3 separate regions of the Zea mays genome follow, and regions 1 and 2 are each linked to region 3. The links are chromatin contacts, called in public Hi-C maps. All regions are on one chromosome and are shown on one strand. The core of a region is the stretch at or near the end of the contact, and the rest is flanking DNA. Distances in the headings are between cores, read along the strand shown.

Region 1 (3,899 bases), core at 1,004-3,503, 140 kb before region 3:
CACAAACAATACACTATACAATAATTAAATCATGAATACTATGTAGGCGTATTTACGAAAAACGAGTGGGACGAGGAGATCAGGATCTCGGACGTGGGCCCATAAGTTTCGCCCGTGTATCTTTTCTTCATTTTTATTGGATTTTTAAAAAATATGTATCTTTTCTTCATTTTTAATGGATTTTTAAAAAATATAAGAGACAGCCTTTTCCCTAAAAATTCATCTTACCACAGCTTTTCATATATTGTTTTCTAACTATTTTTATGGTATAATTAATTTTAAAGACATCACATTATATTATGTAGACTTTTAGTAGTCTCAGAAACAGCACCCTTCTGGTGGGCAGCAGGGATGACCTATATAGGCTATTCTAACATCTCCACTGTGTTGGCACATGACTGCCTCAAGGAGCCCTTCGAGTCTGAGGTCACATCCCGCGAGAAGGTCCATTTCTCCATCTCCAAGTGGCCGGGCGGCGAGCAGGAGAAGCCCAGTGAGTGGTCTGCTCCCTCCCTTCTATTTTGATAATGCGCATCCTTTGATTTAGCAGATAGGCCAAGAATTTGTAAATCTTTATCTTTTGATGGAAGAGACAAGTTAAATGGTAACATCCTTTCACATGGTTGTCAAAAGGAATTCACATGGTTTATATCGTAATATATATGTAGGTTGCTAAAACAATGATCAAGAATGGAAAGCTACTATTAAAATACCCAGTGGTTCAGTCTGATGTTCAGGCCATGAAAGAAAAAAAAAGAGACTTAAGGTAATAGCTTCTAAACACTTTAATGACTCTTATGTGAACCGTGAACAAGGTTTAAGTCTCGTCCTTTTCTCCTGCCAGATTGGAGAACTTGAATTTGAAGTGACTTAGGAAAGTGCCAATATCGGTGCTACAATAGCGGCATTTTTTGGGTAACATTGAGACTTGACACAAAATTTCAGATGCTCAGGCCTTGGGATATGATTTATATGTAAAGTTCAGGTTAACCCTGGGTGGGAGATGCAGTCACGACTCGTCTGAGGCCACCCCGGGCGGGAAACGCAGTCACGACTCGCCCGAGGCCACCCCGGACGCGAGACGCAGTCACGTCTTTCGAGGCTAAACTCGGGCGGGAGACGCAGTCACGACTCGCCTGAGGCCACCATCGGGCAGGAGATGCAGTCACGACTCGCCCGAGGCCACCCCAAGCACGACATGCAGTCACGACTCGCACGAGTCCACCCGTGCGGGAGACGTAGTCACGACTCGCCCGAGGCCAACCCCGCACGGGAGATGCAGTCACGACTCGCCAGAGGCCAACTTCAAGCGGGAGTCACGGCTCGACGGAAGCCAACCCCAGACAAACATCACATTTCTGACTCGCCCAAAGGCATCTCAGGCGATGCTCTCCGCCGACCAACTCTGCAAGGCCCCGTACGGGATATGCGGTCACGACTCGCTCGAGCCCACCATCGAACGGGACACGCAGTCACAACTCACTCGAGACCAACCTCGGGCGTGAGATCTAGTCATGACTCGCTCGAGGCCAACAATAGGAGTATATGGAGTTGTTTTACGATATTGATAATGGTCACATAGATTTTACATATCATATTGATATTTATTGTTCTGTATCTATGTTTCATACAATTTTTTTAATTTCGTCACAACACACGGGCACATATACAATGAGTAATTGATTATATATTAGGTGTTGTTTGGTTCACGAAATGTAACGTAAATGGTAATGATAACGATTCACACTCGAATACCGGCGGTAACAAATTTGAATAAGGCGGTATCCATTTGTAGCGTGGTATCGATTACTGTTGGACTTAAACAAACATGATTTAACGTTATCGGTTACTCATTACGTTACTGATATACGAATAAAACGGTATCTTAGTGTTAGCCCACTAGGTATCTTTACCTGTAGCCATCCAAACCCTCTCTCTCTCTTATCGGCTATTCGCCCCCACGCGGTTTCCAGCGGACGCCGCGGTTCTTTCTTATCCCTGCGACCCTGCCGGGACCGGGACACGGCCCACGGGCGCACGGCGCTGGGCCGCCGTGCTCTATCATCCAAACACGCCGCCGCCACGCGGGGCCAGGTTACCCCGTGCGTCCCACCCGTCATCTGCTCTCCAGCGGCAGGTGGGTCGCAACCGGCGGAGAGTGGGCGGTCGCTGTCATTGGTGCCACGGCCACGCGCTGACTCGGACGTCGACCAGTACGTCGAAAAGGAACACGTCGCCCCCATTTCCCACCCGCTTTCTCCCCCTTTGGCCTCCCCCCCTCTCTCTCTCTCATCTCCTGCCGATAAGAAGCTTCGCCGCCGTCTCCTCTTTCTCCGTCCTAGCAAAATCCTCCCCGTATTGAGAGCCAAAGAAGAAAAAAAAAAAAGGCAGGAGGCCGGCGAACTACGCGAGGAAAAATTTTCTTTCCCGGGAGGCTCGGGAGTCGGACACGCCACACGCTTTGGTCAAAATCGTTTCCGGTTGTTAGCGCGGCTGCTGCTGCCGCTGCTGTCGGGGGCGAGCAGGAAGGGGAGCGAACGAGCTTGGGCAGCTCAAGAAGAGGGGACGGGGGAGGGAGCCTGTGGAAGGCACCTGAGTACGCGTGAAGGAGCCCGCGCGAGAGTAGGGGGGAAACCAAATCGAGAGACATGGACTCGGAGCACTGGATCTCGCGCCTGGCCGCCGCCAAGCGTTACTACGCGGCGCAGCTCGGCCGCGTCGACGGTGAGGACATCCTGCCTTTTCTTGCTTCTCCCTTCGTTCAGTAACAGCACGCGAGGCGATCCTTGTATTGATTTGCGGGCTCTTATTGGGTTCGTTGCAGATGTGCCCGGGATGGGGACGGAAGAGGTGGAGATGGAGGTGGAGGACGACGGGGACATGGAGATGGAGTTGGAGATGGCGCTGGAGCTCGGGGACGCGACGTGGCCGGAGGTCGCCTGCCCCTACTGCTACGAGGACCATGACGTCGCATCCCTCTGCATCCACCTCGAGGAGGACCACCCCTACGAGCCCCACGCCGCGGTGAGTCAGTCAGCTCGCTTCTTCCTTCAGGACTCTTCCAGGTAGTGAATTTGAGCCTGAGACGTGATGTGCACAGCTACAGCTCTTGCTTCTTCCTCCGATTGGAGCTGGAGGAAACGTTGTAGCTTACTGCTTAAGGGGTTGACCTGATGAATACAGCTCATGAGCTCTCGTTTTTGCGGTATAGTAACCTTGTCGGAGGATTTTGACTACCCGTGTGCTGTCTAGTTGCCATATGCAATTTTAGGGGAGCCAAGGTTAAGTAAATAGCTGAACTAAAGGTTATGGCTTCGTAGCTTCACGCGAAGAGCAGCAGTTTGGATTAGAAATTGTGGCTTAGTGACAAATAGGATTTCAGAGGAAATAATGTAGCTTCTAGCTTAGTCCGAGTTCAAGTTTATTGAGTGCTTCAGACTGTTGGTTTAATGACAACACAATTTCTCTGAGCTCAACCAAGACCTGTCGGCTGTAGCTGGCTGTCCTCATCACCATGCTCTGGCGCCTTTGGGATTGGGCAAAATGGCGCAATCTTTTTGTGCCGAGTATCCCTCACTCCGTCGTGTTATTAAATCAACGTGTGATGATTTTGTCATCTGGACCAAACGATTCTCTCCTGAGCCTCTTAATTTTGATTTGTGCTGTTGGTATATTTACCTTCAAACTTATAAATCTATGATCCCCCATGTGCCGGTGTAAACCTGTGTACCCTTCGCTTCTGCAATCAAATTCTAGGTGGGGATCCCCACACCCACTCAAAAAAACCTCTAAGAAACTTTGTTGTCACATGAGTGCTTGAGAAAGGTTTTGGATGGTTCGCATTGTTTGACGGTAGATGAAAAGGTGTCGAGACACTAGAAAACTTATGGGAGAAGTTT
Region 2 (3,969 bases), core at 1,357-3,856, 180 kb after region 3:
GAAAAGCTAAAACCAGAACAAAAAAATACACATTGTTGATGTAGTAGATGTTCAAATACACATCGAAAGGTAAATAAATTACCCTATATCATCTGGGGCAACCAAGCATCTCAAATGAGAGAAAATGGGAACACATATCTTGATGTAGAATTATAGCAAAGGCTCACTGCTCACATACACTAAAAAACCATAGTTCCCTTCCCCAACTAGAAAGGCCAGTGACAAGAAATAGCATACCACAGACATAAAATACTGTGGTGTCATAAACAAAGCATAGGTTTCTCAACATGCAAAGTTGTAAACCAATCATGCATAACAAAAATTGCCAAAAAAAATAATGTAAATGATACAGAACAAAAGGTAGCTGAGATTAAATTCGTAATACATTGAAAGTTACATGTCACAAACCAGTAAAAATTCCTTCTCATCTAAGAAAAACTTGAGCATAATGCATTGCAAGGTACATTTAAAATTTAAAGACCTAGTACCTCTGTGGTTCGTATGAAACAACGACAGTATCTTAGCAAGAACATAAACAATCCACTAACAACTCTATCACATCAACCAACAGACTGTATCCTAATTTAAGGCCAAAGCATTCCTTTACCTAACTCTTCCAATTTAGAGATAAGCAGGGCTGCTGAGGAATGGCAGTGCAGCGAGAGACATGAGCGTATCCGAGGAAGCGTCACCCTTCCTGGCGTGCTTTGTCCTCGCGAGCTGTAGCTGCATGTCCACAAAAGCCTGCATCCGCTTCAGCTCCAGATCCTTGAGGAACTTGATTCGCTGCCTCTCCATCTCCTCCGCGTGCTGCTGCTTAGCGGCTTCCATGCGCTCGTACATATCCGCGAAAGTCTCAATTGCCCTCGCTAGCTCCCCGAAACCACCACTGCCACTGCTCATCTTCCTCTTGCTGCCAACAGCAGGAGGAGCACCACCACCACCACCACCAAAGCCCGAAGATACAGAACGCGACGGCGACTGCTGAGATCCTTCGTCATCGTCATAGTCGTTGTTGTTGTAGCCATCTTCTGAGTCGGACTCCGCGGCAGCAGCGGCGGCGGCAGCGGCCGCCTTATGGATGAGGTTTGCGGAGGGGAGGTCGGAGCCACGGCGGTAATTGTGCAGGGGGAGCGCCACGGGAAGCGGCGGCGGTGATTGCGGCGACGGGGAGCGCGGCGGCGTCAGGCGCCTCCGGAACACGGGCAGCGCGGCGCGCGGTGGGGACGGCTTCTTGATGCCGGTGAGCGTGGGCCCGACGAGGAGGTCGAGCTGGGCGTAGAAGTTCCACTGCGATGGCCCGCCGCGCGCGCGCTCGGCCTTGTACTTCTTCTTGAGCGTGTCGACGCGGTTCTTGCACTGGATGTCGGTGCGCGGCGGGCGGCGGCGCGCGGAGGCCCCGGGGCGAGAGTTGACGGCGTCGGCGACCTCCCGCCACTGTGGCTGGCGGAGGCTCCCGCGGTTGAGGTCGAGGTAGCGCGAGCCCCAGGCGTCGACGAGCGCGGCCGTCTCGCCCTCGCTCCAGCAGTCCTCCCGGTACGGCAGGTTCGGGTTCGGCGGCGGCAACTTCCCGTCCATCGCTCCTCCTCCCAGATCTCTCCGCGTCACGACGACAACGACGACGACGACCTAGCCTTCTCTCGTTTGCGCGTAGAGACGAAGGAACGGACGGACGGGTGAATAGATGTGGGGGCGGCGGTGGAGGAGACGAGGCGGGGGGTGGGGAATAGAAGAAGGGAGAGGGGGTGGTCGGCGAGGGGGGAGGAGCGCCGGGCCGTGGGCCGTGACGACCGCGACGCGGCACGTGGAGGAGCGGTGCAGATGCATGGTTGTTGTGTGGGCGAGCGGCCGCCGTTGGATCCTCCCGTCGGTCGGGGCAGGTTTGACCGGGACACCAAGCCGGCGAGGGATTACCGGATTAGCAGTTGGCGCTGGGACGGAGCTGGATCAAACTCGGAGAGAGATAGGCCTCGGCGTGGTTTCGGTTGGCCGGCCGGACGTGCCGGTGCGGGGATGAAAGTTAAAGCGGCTCGCGCCTTGGCGTGCAATTTCGTAGCCACAGGTAGACGGCTCGCGGCTGGCCGCCGTTCGGTTGGGTCAGGCGTCCGCGCCGAAAGAGATGGTGCGGCTGCTGGGCGTACCGGCGTACGAGAAACTCCGGTAGTTGGGCGCCTTTGGGCAGTTCCTATTGACACGCCGAGTTTCTAGGGACACGCGAGTGACTACTGCGTGAGCCAATCATCATTGACAACGGGGGTCCTGGTTGCTTCTCGGTCTTGGGCAGCTAAAATGATGTAGATAAACACACCTTCTATAGTAACATCTGTATCTATATATTATACTATATTATAAAAAATGTATTTATTGCAATCAGACCAATTGGTGAACCGTGCAACCAAGACACAAAAATAGAGGTGAGGACCTTTTTAAAAATTCTAGCGAAATGTGGCAGGGTTGTTTTGAAAAACGATGTTTTCTAAAAAGTTTTTCCACCTTCATTCATGTGTCTTGGTTAAACCGGTTGTACCAATTAGCCTGATTGCACCAAATACATTCTCATCTTTATAATGATGTATCTATACATATATTTATAATTGTTTTAATGGTTACATACCCTTTGTGTAGCTTCATTGCTCCATCCTTCTCCTCTGTAACACCTTACTTATGTAATGTGCAAACTCACTTGTAATTGTGTAAACCCATGCTTTGAACTTGAAAAAAAATCTTAATTGTATGCGACCTTTCCAAATTAAAGAGGAGAGGGGAAACAAATTTGTGTGTGGTATGTGTCCAAATTATGCTACATTGTTTCTTTGTTGTATGTAAATTTTTTTACCAAATGTCAAATTTAACTGAAGTTATTGGAATTTGAATTTGAAATTTAAATCCAAATCTAATTCTAAAAAGAATAAAACTAAAAAGGTAGAACTCAGACGGTCCAATGGCATTCGGCCTATTAAACCGTGCGCGCCCGTGCTCTCGTTCGCTCGTCCGCCAACAAGCATGCCCATGTTGTCAGTACTCCTCACATGCACTCATTTGTTCCCTCTGTATCTGACACGTGGAACCTGGGTTTCATCCCTAACCTCTCGCCTCTTTCTTTCAGTTCACCGACGAGCATCTCGTCGCCAATCTCACCCCTATAGCACTCAATCGGTCTCCCCTTCGTTGTCACCAAACAACATAAGTCATGCGCAACATCTCTGCCCCTTAAGAGGCTAGCAAAAGACTCTAGATCTTATGGAGTGCCTTATAGAGACCCTATCTCTATTCTTAGTGGATCTGAGGGCTCAAGTTGATCAGTGGATCACTTGAGAGGGTCGAGCGAGACCTTATCCTTTAGGAGTTAGTACATCTCAATGGGGACGTAGGTTCTTCAAAATTTGAAATTTAAATCCAAATCTAATTCTAAAAAGAATAAAACTAAAAAGGTAGAACCCAGACAGCCCAATGGCATTCGGCCTATTAAACCGCGCGCGCTCGTGCTCTCGTTCGCTCGTCCGCCAACAAGCAAGCCTATGTTGTTAATACTCGTCACATGCGCTCATCTATTCCCTCTGTATCTGACACGTGGAACCGGGGTTTCATCCCTAACCTCCCGCCTCTTTCTTTCAGTTCACTGACGAGCATCTCGTCGCTAATCTCACCCCTATAACACCCAATCGGTCTCCCATTCGTTGTCACCAAACAACAGAAGTCATGTGCAACATCTCTGACCCCTTAAGAGGCTAGCAAAAGGCTCTAGATCTTATGGAGTGCCTTATAGAGACTCTATCTCTATTCTTAGTGGATCTGAGGGTTCAAGCTGATCAGTGGATCACTTGAGAGGGTCGAGAGAGACCTCATCCTTTAGGAGTTAGTACATCTCAATGAGGACGTATGTTCTTCATAACTGAATCTTGGTAAACAAATCGTGTGTCTCTTGTGTTCTTTACTTTTTATCAGGGACGAAGCCAGACAATAAAGTTA
Region 3 (3,943 bases), core at 828-3,327:
CATTGCTCTTGCTTCAGTTGCCGCCGCCGCCGTTTTTGACGCAACCAGAATCCCACTTGTAACTAAAAACGATGCGAGGCGAGGGCGCGAGGCGATGCTTCTCGTTCACAAGATTGAAGCGTAGCAGCTTTCCAGTTTCCACACGGTGAAAAATACAAGATGGCTCTATCACTTCAACTTATACAACGTACTTACACGATTGCTTGACTCGTTGCCATCTTCATCCGAAGTGGCACGCGGAAGATCCAAAACCCAAAACCGTTCTCTCTGAACAAGTCAAGGCTCCAAGCGAGTTCAAGTTTCTTTGTAAGTAATTCCTCATGTCCATGATCCATGTGCAACAACCTAGAAGGTTGACTCGACTTCCATCGCCTCAAATACTCAGAGATTAACAACTCACGCATTCACAAGCTAGCAATTCAATTAGACTCACCGAGTCGATGCTTTTGCTCTTAGTGTAGGATTGGGTGGGGCAGAGACTGCTGCCGATTTGCATGTCTGTTCACATGGGAGCTGTTGACCTAACTGAATTTTGCCGGGGCCAGACTCAGTGAACTGTGCTCATCAGTTCGGCAGCTCCTATGGCTAGCTGGGCAGTTTCGTCCACATCCTAAGATCATCCGTGCACATTCCGTGAAGTTTTTTTTTTTGCTATGTAAGATACCCATATATAGAATATTTAGCATGTATACTCCCTCTGGTGCAGTAAAGAAAGTCATCCTACGTGTGACCGAGCGTGCACTCAAGAGGAATCAAGCTTGATAACTCCAGTCTAGAATGCCTCGGGAGGTGTAACCGCAACCAATCAAGCCTGATTGTTCTGGTGATGTCAATGTACTCATATCCCTATTTAATAAGGGAAAACAAGAAAAACTCCATGATAATTAATCACTCCTTGGTATGTACAATTACTCCATGTCCTAAATAACTACCTTTACTGCACCGGAGGGAGTATATACTCTAATATACTCTAATAAAGTATGTATCTAGGTGGAGGCCTTGTTCGTGGTCTCGACTCTCGAGGTGCTGCATGGCGCATCATGACTCCTGTTAATTGACCTGCGGTTTGGAGCTCGATGGAGCAAAAGGTTCCCATTGATGAAGTCAAGTACTCAAGGGTCCGGTCTTCGTTGCCATCTCGAGGTGGGTAAAAAGCAGAGGATATTTTAGGGCATGTCTACATAAAATTTGGCAAATCCTATATAAATGTATTGTTAACTAATGTATTTAGATGATGATTAGTGAAACTGACTCTAATAACTTTGTTGCCAGGCTTTACCTCTGATATTAATGCATCATGTCTTGAGGTGTGTCTAGAGAGGTTATAAAGACACAACTTCGCTAGTACAACACACAAATAAATCATGTCTTAGAGAATTTTTTATTATATAAGACATAAAATTTAGATACACCACGTTAGGGCATATACAACCCTGACACTGTTGCACGGAACTACAAGTATAAAACACAGTTAAAACATAATATAATACATTTGACGTGTCTAAAACATGTGTTTTGCTATATTTATTGTAACATTTAATGAATTAAATTGACCAATCAGTTAATCATCTATCTCGAATATAGAGCTAAGACACAATATCTTCGTTAAGATATATGTTAAGATATATGTTTTGATTTTTTTTTACCAACTCAAAACATCCATTTTACATGCCCTTATAACCGCAATATCTTAGCTCTATCCTCTATTTAAAAAACCACACCGCAGTATCTAAGTTGTACATGTCAACTTAGAAACCGGTAACAACGTACGCCCGCGTCTAAAACCACACGTTTTGTGAAAAAGCATAAGTACTTCTAAGGAAGTATTTGGTTCATGTTGCATTAAATATTTAAATATTAATTACAAATGTTAAATATATGTTTGATTAGATTCAATAAATTAGTTTCATCTTTTATTTTTGATATGTGTAATTAATTTTTATAATTAAACTATATTTAATATCTGTAATTATTAATTTTAATCGAACACCCCCCCTGAATAAAAAAAGTCGATCCCGGTAGGTTTGCTGTCTGTGGCCTTGTGGGCCGCGGATAAATCCTCCAGAGCTACGACTTCTACCGAACCTAGCGAATAAAACCCGGCAGCAAACTTGGCCGGCCCGCCTGCTCGACTCTAGGCTCCAGCCAGCGCGCGCATCAGAAGCCCTAAATCCATGGACCATGGCTCGCGAAGCGACGAACGCGTGGCCTCGGCCGTCACCGTCAGCGCGGAAACGAAGCAAGGGCAAACGAGCCGTTCTCTCCCCCGCGCCGCCGACGCAAGCAGCCGCCACGGAGATGGAGGCCGAGGCGTCCGTCCCCGCCACGGACTACGTCTACGACGCGCTCCCGGGCCTGCACCTGGCCTTCTCACCGGAGGAGACGCTCGATGACGCCGCCGCGGGGCAGGACGAGGACGATGCGACCGCGACATACGCCGTCTTCCGCAACGAGATAACGGAGGCTGGAGATGTGCTCGCGGACATCCCTGCTGCGGACTTCTTCTCACTCGACGTCTCCACCTCTGCCTCCGTCGAGCCCGAGCCCGAGCCCGAGCCGCCATCCCCGGCGCCCACAGCTGCCGCGGCAACGCCCTCTATCTCCCGTGCTTTGGAGGACCAGCCGCCGCAGGGCTCGGAGCGCGCGTGGTTCAGGGGAGGGAGGCGGTTCAGGAGCCCCATGCTTCAGCTACACAAGGGTGAGGGTTTTGTCTTGGTGCTTTGCGCCGTGGTTTTGGTAGCTCAAATTTTGGAATTGCTTTCAATTTCGTGGCTTCTCGTGCCTAAATTATTGCGCAAGTAATTAGCCTTTGCTCTGCCGTGGCACACTTTGGTTAAATTATTGATGGAGTGATGTGATCAGATATAACTGATTCAAGACCACATTTTATTAAGTAAATAAATCCGAATAGTCTGGACTTGGTAATTATGGTGTTTTACATAGTATTTAAGGCGAGTGCAAATCATAGGTTGCTATACGGGAGCTTCAGGAACCTCTAGTGTCTACTTGAAACCTGCATGAGGTTTTTGGTGATTTGGGTTTAGGTTTTAGGTTTAGGGTTTAGGTTTTTCCTACATTCTTCTTGACAGTTAACAATCCAGCAGTTACAAATGATGAACAAAACTATAACTACAGTTCAAAATTATAGTTCATTTTATTTTAGGTTTGTCCTATAAGGGCAGGTCTGATGCAGTGGTGAGAGCTATCTCATTGAGTCACCAGATCGCGTGTTGGAAACAGCCTCTCTGCATTGCAGGGGAAGGTTTACCTTGATTTATCCCTTCCCCAGACCCCATTGATGTGAGAGCCTTCGCCGTTGGGTACTTGGGTCTGCCCTTTTGTCCTAAATCAGACTTCTTTAACTTTGACCAAGTTTATAGAAAAATACAGCTAGAGTGACAAGATAGTTACATTCAGTTCTCCATGAAATATGTCTTGATTTTTTTGAACTTTAGATATGCTTTTTCTCTAAAAACAAAGTTAGAGAAATTTGACTTAGGACAAAACTGAAGTGAATTATAGTTTGAAATGGAGGGAGTACCTTGTAGTGGTCTTCATGTATTTGCATGCAGAAACTGTGTAGATAGTGTATGATGCCAAACACCTATTTTCCGTCCCGATAGAGCTGATTCCTGATTGTTAGTTGGAATTTGTTAGACAGCAGTCTCAAGGACCAGTTTGATATTATACTTAAAAAATAGTAAAGCTACTTATGCAGTTGATCTAGACATTCAAATCACATTTACGTTTAGCACTTCAACTAGTAGAACTTGAGACCAATAAGAACTAACGTATGTGTATATGGTTTTATGATGGACAATTTGACTGCAGTTCTAAGGTATTGTATATTTGTTGTAGAGATCCTGGACTTCTGTGATTTTATCTCACCTTCTACTGAAGAGCAATCTTCACGAGCAGCTGCTGTGCAAGATGTCTCTGATGT

What was found. A called contact is a pair of places that touch in the nucleus more often than the background predicts.
Region 1: a contact with region 3 is called in a Hi-C map of ear, with 2.4 times the contacts expected there. The contact joins the promoter of LOC100193039 here to the promoter of LOC103651371 in region 3. A contact is called at or near these places in 6 of 25 Hi-C or Micro-C datasets (bundle sheath, ear, leaf and 2 more).
Region 2: a Hi-C map of leaf shows a contact between it and region 3, with 4 times the contacts expected there. The contact joins the promoter of LOC103651369 here to the promoter of LOC103651371 in region 3. A contact is called at or near these places in 3 of 25 Hi-C or Micro-C datasets (leaf and tassel).

Annotation. Positions count from the first base shown.
Region 1 is chr3:215,640,545-215,644,443 of Zm-B73-REFERENCE-NAM-5.0, reverse strand. It overlaps LOC100193039 (fiber protein Fb2), which reads left to right and starts at 2,253. Exons shown (of 5, transcript NM_001138207.1): 1 at 2,253-2,724; 2 at 2,825-3,024. The coding sequence starts at 2,649.
Region 2 is chr3:215,319,575-215,323,543 of Zm-B73-REFERENCE-NAM-5.0, reverse strand. LOC103651369 (trihelix transcription factor) reads right to left here and starts at 2,606. Exons shown (of 1, transcript XM_008676993.4): 1 at 345-2,606. The coding sequence starts at 1,578. The coding sequence ends at 622.
Region 3 is chr3:215,499,529-215,503,471 of Zm-B73-REFERENCE-NAM-5.0, reverse strand. It overlaps LOC103651371 (terminal nucleotidyltransferase 4B), which reads left to right and starts at 2,077. Exons shown (of 13, transcript XM_008676996.3): 1 at 2,077-2,698; 2 at 3,859-3,943. The coding sequence starts at 2,182.